Linked DNA regions of Sus scrofa: region 1 is linked to region 2. Evidence: chromatin contacts called from public HiChIP or PLAC-seq data. All regions are on one chromosome and are shown on one strand. Each heading gives the region's core, a stretch centred on a gene start, on an enhancer-like site or on the middle of the called end of the contact. The rest is flanking DNA. Distances are from core to core; before and after follow the strand shown.

What was found. HiChIP or PLAC-seq counts read pairs in DNA pulled down with a chosen protein or histone mark.
Region 1: a contact with region 2 is called in an H3K27ac HiChIP or PLAC-seq map of skeletal muscle, with 5 times the contacts expected there. The contact joins the promoter of CTLA4 here to the promoter of FAM117B in region 2. A contact is called at or near these places in 1 of 5 promoter capture datasets (fetal liver) and 1 of 2 datasets of contacts at active chromatin or transcription factors (skeletal muscle).

What each region holds. Positions count from the first base shown.
Region 1 is chr15:107,280,750-107,284,337 of Sscrofa11.1, reverse strand. It overlaps CTLA4 (cytotoxic T-lymphocyte associated protein 4), which reads right to left and starts at 1,257. Exons shown (of 4, transcript NM_214149.1): 1 at 1,147-1,257. The coding sequence starts at 1,255.
Region 2 is chr15:106,181,274-106,184,958 of Sscrofa11.1, reverse strand. It overlaps FAM117B (protein FAM117B), which reads right to left and starts at 1,742. Exons shown (of 8, transcript XM_003133590.5): 1 at 946-1,742. The coding sequence starts at 1,555.

The sequences.
Region 1 (3,588 bases), core at 8-2,507, 1.1 Mb before region 2:
CATTTGTTGACTCTAAGCCTAAACAAGACCAAGTTTCCTACTGTCTCCCTAGACAAGTTCCCAATTATCACCCCTAAATCTGGTCACACTGAATTTTCCAATATCTACCTTACCATGGGAGAATCCCAGTTACATGTTGAGATAAAGTTTCTAAAGGGAAATTTAATTATTTCTAAGGCTATTTAAACTTTACACATTAAAACATGTAAAATAAGAAAATGTATAGGAATATTTCTTATCCAGTAAAAATTAAATCAGCAAACATATTTTGAGCTCCTACATTATACAAATTGTATGGTTTCTTAACCAAGAAAGTCTGAAGAAAGAGAAGATCAAAATTCAGTAGAAATGCTCATCATTTTATACCATGTAACAAACCTGGCATCAACCACTAAAGAGATTTATTTCATCTGAAAACTGGGAAATCTGTACCTAAAGTCCAAAGATGGGGAGGCAGCAATCAAGCATCTTATGCCAAACTGATCTATGATTCTTTGTTTCATTATTTTTTTCTTTCGTCCTTCCTTTTTTTTCTGTTTTATAATTTTAAACTGCTTTCACTTTTTGAAATAATTAGCTAATTAGTTTGTAGAGGTGATTAAAAGCAACTTAAAACCTTGAATTGAGTAAAGAAAGGAATTTTAAAGCAGGCTAATTCATTTATAAAAGTGAATTAGAGGACCTTAAAACCTAGAATTGGGTAGGAAAGAAACTTCCCACAATTTGCTTAAAGCAATTTTCTTTATAACATTAACTCTTAAACTAACCCTGATTCCAAGCCCAAATGTATTCAGGACCCTGGGTATCTTTTCTCTCTTAAATCACTTAATTTGACAGGACTTTCTTTTCTGTCTTATAGAAGTGTCTGAAAATGCTCATGTCTCCCAAACCAATTCAAATGCATTCGTTAAGCATAAGCGCCTGCTCCATGCCTGGCAAAATGCTATGAGCTGCCTTTCTACTGATTTGCTGCTGCCAGCTGTCCCGTGCCTGCCTCAGAATACAGAGCTGTCCAAGTCAGGAGACTGGAGTCTTAACTTTAGCTTCTGGCTTTGCTATAAATCACTGCCCTTGACTGCTAAAAGAAATGAAACCCGGGTGGGAGAAACACCTCCTCCACCTTCATGCTCCAAAAGTCTCACTCACCTTTGGAGAAGACAGGGATGAAGAGAAGAGAAAACAGAGCTGTACAGGGCCAGGTCCTAGAAGTAAGCTCCAGCCAAGCCCCATGGCTCCGGAATCCAAAGCAAGCCATGGCTTTATGGGAGCGGTGTTCAGGTCTTCAGGAAGCAGAGTGAAAACTTTCAGGATCCTGAAGCTTTGAAATGTGTTTGAACCCACACAGAATCAAGGACTTTATATAGCTGGCTTTGATCCCAGGTATGTACTACACATGTGCACACACAGAAGGCACCTGAATAGAAAGCCTTTTTGTTTTGGTTTTACGAGAAAGGAAGCCGTGGGTTTAGCTGTTACGTCGAAAAGATAACCTCAAACACTCAAAGTAAAACTGAACAAAACAAGCCAATCCATGGATGGAAAATGCACTCAACTTGAAACTGAAGCTTCTTGTTCACTTTGAGGATAAGTGGAGACTTGGAGAATTTCCTGGAGTGCAGTAGTCCACCTAAGTCCTGGTCTTATCCAATTGTTTAGACAGCTTTTACGACTCAATTTATTTCATTGACACCCCCAAAGCTCCTGGCTCTCTGAGTCCTTGGGCTAAAGACACAATTAATCTGGATATCATTAATTAAAACTCTACATTTCACATGTGAGACACCATCCCTCACATGCTTTGCAAATAAGAGTTTATTCTCCTAGCTCCATTTAGCATTTTGTTAAGAGAAAACACCAAAATCACAAGAAATAAATTAATCTACCTCTGGTTTTGCAGATTATGAAAGAATGCTGGTGTTTCTTGAAAGCCTTAATTCAACAAGGACAAAATAGATTTGGAGGACTCAAACCAGAAAAAGTCAACCAGAATGATCCAAGAGATTCAAACCTTCTGTAAGAGGATAGACTTTTTTTTCCAATGGAAACTTTTCAAGCAAAAAAACCTCAAGAACCAAGGTTACATATGACTGAAGTTCTTAAATTTATGAAAGTTGTAGATTGAATAAATATTCATCCTAAAAGAAAATACTAAGCATTGGGGACTCCCCTACTTAAAAGTGGGGAGTTTTCATGTATTTCAATAATGAAAGAAACAATTATTGAGAGCCTATAATATTCCAGAAATTGTGTGCACATAGGAGTGAATGACAAGACAAAAACAGCCAATGCCTTCAAGGATTTCTAGAAGACTGACCTGAAGACAGACAGTATGGTGTTTGCCTACTGCAACCTGTCATGCTTTCCACGTCCAGCCTCCTCAGAGTAGCAGAGGAGGCTCTGTAGAATATGGACCTAATGCCTCTCTTCTTAGCCTATCTTCCAACATTCCCTCAATGACTCCCCTTCCTCTGCTTGTCATTTCTCCAACACACCTCTTTCAGGTTTCATCATCTATCATCAAGAATACTGTTCCTGCTGCCTTCTTCCTCCCCTTATCTTGTCTTATCCTCCTTCTCACCCTCCAGGAGTTAGCTGAGGTGTCAGCTCTTCCAGGAAGCCTGACCTGCCTCTTTTCTATACTCCTCAAGCTCCTTACATAAGCTGTCAAAGCCCAGCCGAAATGCCAGCAACTTAATGGACACTTACTAAGGGGAAGATACCAGTCTGAGCACTGTAGATACAAAAGTGAAAAATGTATTCTCCTACCCTGGAGAGTAACCCACAGCAGTCACAGGGCAGACAGCTAACCTCAGGATCATGATGTTGTGGATAAATGCTGGAAATGAAGTATCGCCCAAGCCATAGAGGAGCACAAGTCATTGGTTCAGCCTGTGGAAGTCAGAAAGGGCTTCTCAGAGGAAGTAAAGCCTGAACTTATTATTAAGGACAAGGGCAAGAGGTTGGTAGTCAGGCAAAAAGAACAGCATGTGCCAAGGCTGGAAAGGGCATAAAGCATTCATTGCAGCCAGAGAGCAAGCCTAGAATGGGGATTGCCAGTAGCTAGAAGCTGAGGTTCTTAGCTATGAAGGTCAGTGCATCAAAGGAAGCAAAGAGGCATGATTTGGAACCATTTTAGGGAAATCCCCCCTCACACAGGAGAAGGGGTAGGGAGGATGAGTACAAGGAGGAATAAGATTTAACCAGGAAAACCAAGAGGGAGACTATTGCAATACCCTTGGTAACCCGGAATTGGCAAACTTTTTTTGTAAAGGGTCAGACCTTTGGAGACCATAGAGAGTGGTCTCTGTTGCCACTACTCAACTCTACTCTTACAGGGTGAAAGCAACCACAAAATACATAAATGAATGGACATGGGCTGTGTTCCAATAAAACTTTATCTATAATGTCATACATATCTCAATTAAAAATGTATATTATTTACAAAAACAGGTGGAGGCTGGATTTGGCCTGTGGGCCATGGTTTCTCAACCCCTGGTCTAAACTAAGGCAATGACAGCATTGGTGACAAGGTCCCTAAGGGAACTAATCCACAAGCAGTGCATGGATGGAGAAGTTTAGGATGACACC
Region 2 (3,685 bases), core at 493-2,992:
CTTCCTGAAATATCCAGCCATTAAGCCTGAAAGATTCTAACAGAAATTCCCCAGAGAAAAACAAAGGCATATGTTGGCAGTATTAATACATAAGCTAAAAACCACCCATTTCTCTTTCCACTAGATTCCAACAGGAAGGCAATCAGATGATAATTTTTATCTCTTTTCACTTCTACAATGTGAATTTCTCTTTTGAGTTACTCTTTATGACTGACTCCTGTGGAACCCAACGGCTCCATTCAGAACCTTCCCCAAAAAAGCTCCCAGATCTAAAGAAAAACAAATTTCTGATCGCTAAAATAGTAACAAGGAGACAAACCTTGGATCTTTTTTTTTAACGGTTTTACATCTTAACCACAAAATCAGTATATCAGAAAACACTCAGACCCTCAAAGCCCAAAAACCTTCCAAAAGAATCTTACTTATTTTTCACTTTTTGCTACCCATTTAACAAGTCTTAGGAAACAACCCGCTCCCTCTTCAGAGACCCAACCAAACCTGCTATACTAAAGCATTCAAGGCCCCCAAATCTCAAACTGTTTTGTCAAACGGAAATACTCAACCACAGAGATGTGCTATACTAACATTAGCCATGTCACTAAAGTGACAAACCATTCCGAGCCTCATCCCCCAGGGAGGGTAAGAAGTAACCAGCGCGCGACCAGAACCCCGAGGTTTATCATTAACGCATCAGCCCAAGCACAAGGTTAGCGAATGCACCTCCACTGACGGACACCAACGCGGGGCCGACGCAGAGACCAAAGAGGCGGGAGGGGAGCTGCTGGGGGCGCCGGGAAGGCCCGGGAAGACGCGGCTGCACCGCCCGGGCCCCGCCCCCGGCCCCGCCCCCTACCACCCCAGCTCCGCGGCAACGCTGCAGTCCCCGCGCGGTAGCAGCGGGAGCCCGGGACCCCTTCCCCTCGCCGCGCGGCCCCCAGCACGTACCTGCTTTGCAAACCGGGGCGCTAGGGCTCCTCCTCTCCGGGGAGCTTCGGCTCTGCTCCGGGGACCTCCTCCGGTGCCGAACGCGGGCTGGGGGTGGGGCCGCGCTCACCTCGCCTGTCCACAGGTGGGTGGGCGACGAGCAAGGAGACGACACGGTGCCCAGCAGCGGCGGCGGGGGCTGCGGTCGTGGGGGGCTCCCGCGAGCCCCGGGCGCGGCGCCGCGCGTGGGGCTGGTGCCTCTCGTGGACGTCGCGGACGCGCCCGTCTGCGTGGCCACCGTGGGGCTGGTGCGCGCGGCCGCACTCCCACCGCCCCGCGTGGGGCTTGTGCTGCGCGAGGCGGTGCGCGGGGCCCCGCCGCCGGAGCTGCCGCCGCCGCCCGAGGGGCCTGAGGCGCCACCACAGCAGCCGCCGTTGTTGTTGCCGCCGCCGCCGCCGCCGTTGCTCCTCGTGGGGCTGCCATGTTGCTGCTGCTGCTGCTTCAGCTGGAACGGAACCGTCGCCCTCATGGGCTGCAGGCGGCTCCCAGATCCCCCGGCCGTGGTGACCGCACCGCCCCCAAGGGAGCCGGCCGGCGTGGGGGACCCATTGCGCCTCACCCGCTGGGACATAGTCCCCCCCCTCCCCGGTGACTGGGCGAGACGTGGGGTTTTGTTGTTGTTGGGTTGCGGGGGAAGGATTCTCGAAGCCGGAGGGAAGGCCCCCGCGATGGGGTGACGAAACCGGAATCCGGGGTGCGGGAGGTGCCCAGGCCACGGCCAGCAGCAAAGAGATGGTGCAGCCGCCACCGCCGCTGCTCCTCCTCATCAACAATAGTGTCTCCGCCGCTTCCCCCGCCCCCCGCGAGCGCCCATTGGTGTAGCGTCAGCCGCGCTCGAGCCGCTCCACCGCACCCATTGGCTGCGAGCAGCTCGGGTCCCGGGCCCCCGGGGCCTTAGAGAGCCTGGGTTTGCTCGGAGACCGTCTGCTCTTTAAAGAGAAAGAGACCCGCCCCCCCCGGGGGGGGCGGGGGTGGAGGGGGAGCGGAGGAAACAGGCTGTGTGTATGTGTAGAGTGCGCGCGCGCGTGTGCGTGTGTGTGTGTGTGTACACGTGAGTGTACACGCGTACGCGCGCGCCTGGCCACGCGCGTCTTTCACTTTATACTGTGTGGAACCCTGGGGACTCAGATTCTGGAATATTGCCAAAGGGAATGCCCTGAACCAGAGCGATCCCCAGGGATATCTGAAGTCTTTCCCCCAAAACTCATTTCCTTACCTCAGTATTAACTGGCACAGTCCTTGTGCGTGCGTCTCTTTCTGGCTTTTTTTTTCTTGATCTTTTTGTTCTGTCCTAATTCCGCCTATGTTTGGACAGGACTCAAAGGAAAAGAAATTTAATAAGTCTTACTGGCATTTTTACACATCTCCTTTTTTTTTTTTTTTTTTTTTCCCCCAGTCTCTAGAAAGAACCAAATCTCAGAAAGGTTAAAATTGCTGGTTAAAAAGCGGTTTTAGATTGTATATATGAAGTCCAGTTTCCAAATACTGTTGCTACATTTCTGGCATCGCGAGTAATCAAGAATTGATTTTAATCAGCTACCTCACACTTCCCTGATAACCTTGGAAAGATGTCTGCTGCCTTACAAGTCTGTTAAGTGTCAGAGTTTTCAAAGGGTTTTGTTTCTATCCTCACAGTCATTATTTGAGACACAACTGGATGAGCCATTCATATTGATGTGTAGTGGAGGAAATAGGTCTTTGTAGTATGGGCAAGAACTCAGTAAGACCAGTTTTAAAATAACCTTAGAGGCTCCTCATCAAGACAAAAAAAAAATGGTAGTCCCATACTCCACATACTCACCTCTCAGGCTAAAAATTGCCTGTCCATGACCTCTTTTCCCTTTAATAATTTATTCCTTTTTTTTTTTTTTTTTTTTTTTTTTTTTTGTCTTTTCAGGGCCACACCCGAGGCATATGGAGGTTCCCAGGCTAGGGGTATAATTGGAGCTGCAGCCACCAGCCTACACCACAGCCACAACACCACCAAATCCAAGCCGCGTCTGCGAACTACACCACAGCTCACAGCAATGCAGGATCCTTAACCCACTGACCGAGGCCAGGGATTGAACCCGCAACCTCATGGTTCCTAGTCGGATTCGTTAACCACTGAGCCACAACAGGAACTCCCTAATACTTTATTCTTTATACATTCTACACAGATTTCATCTTGTGAAAATATGGGAGTGGAGAGCCCAGTGTGTTCCACTCCAGACCTGAAATTCTCCTGGGTGCTGTGCACTGTGGCAGGAAAGCCTTTGAAGACCTAGAGAAAAGATTTGTATCCCAGATCCACCACAGACTCTATGGCCTTGGATAAGTCACTAGCCAGCATTCTTAGCTGTAAAATGCAGTTAAACAGTACCATCCCCTTTATACACTTGTTCTTATTAACCAAGGGCTAAATGAGAATGTGGTGCCTAGAAGGCACTCAGTACTGAATCTCCTTGTGATTCAGAGGCCCACATCTCTCCTTAACACCCATTCCTCTTCTCTTCCCCACCACAAAGAGAAGCCCCAAGCCCTTTTCCCAGGTTATCTGGTGCTCTCAATAGACCCGACATCATTACCCAGCCTGCCCCACAACCTGGAATGAAGAGAAAAACAGCTTCTCTCTAGACAGGACACAATGGAAACTGCCAACAAGATCCATGCAGAGAGCTAAGTCCAGTCTTAAAACAATGGGTAAGAGAGAAGATAAGCC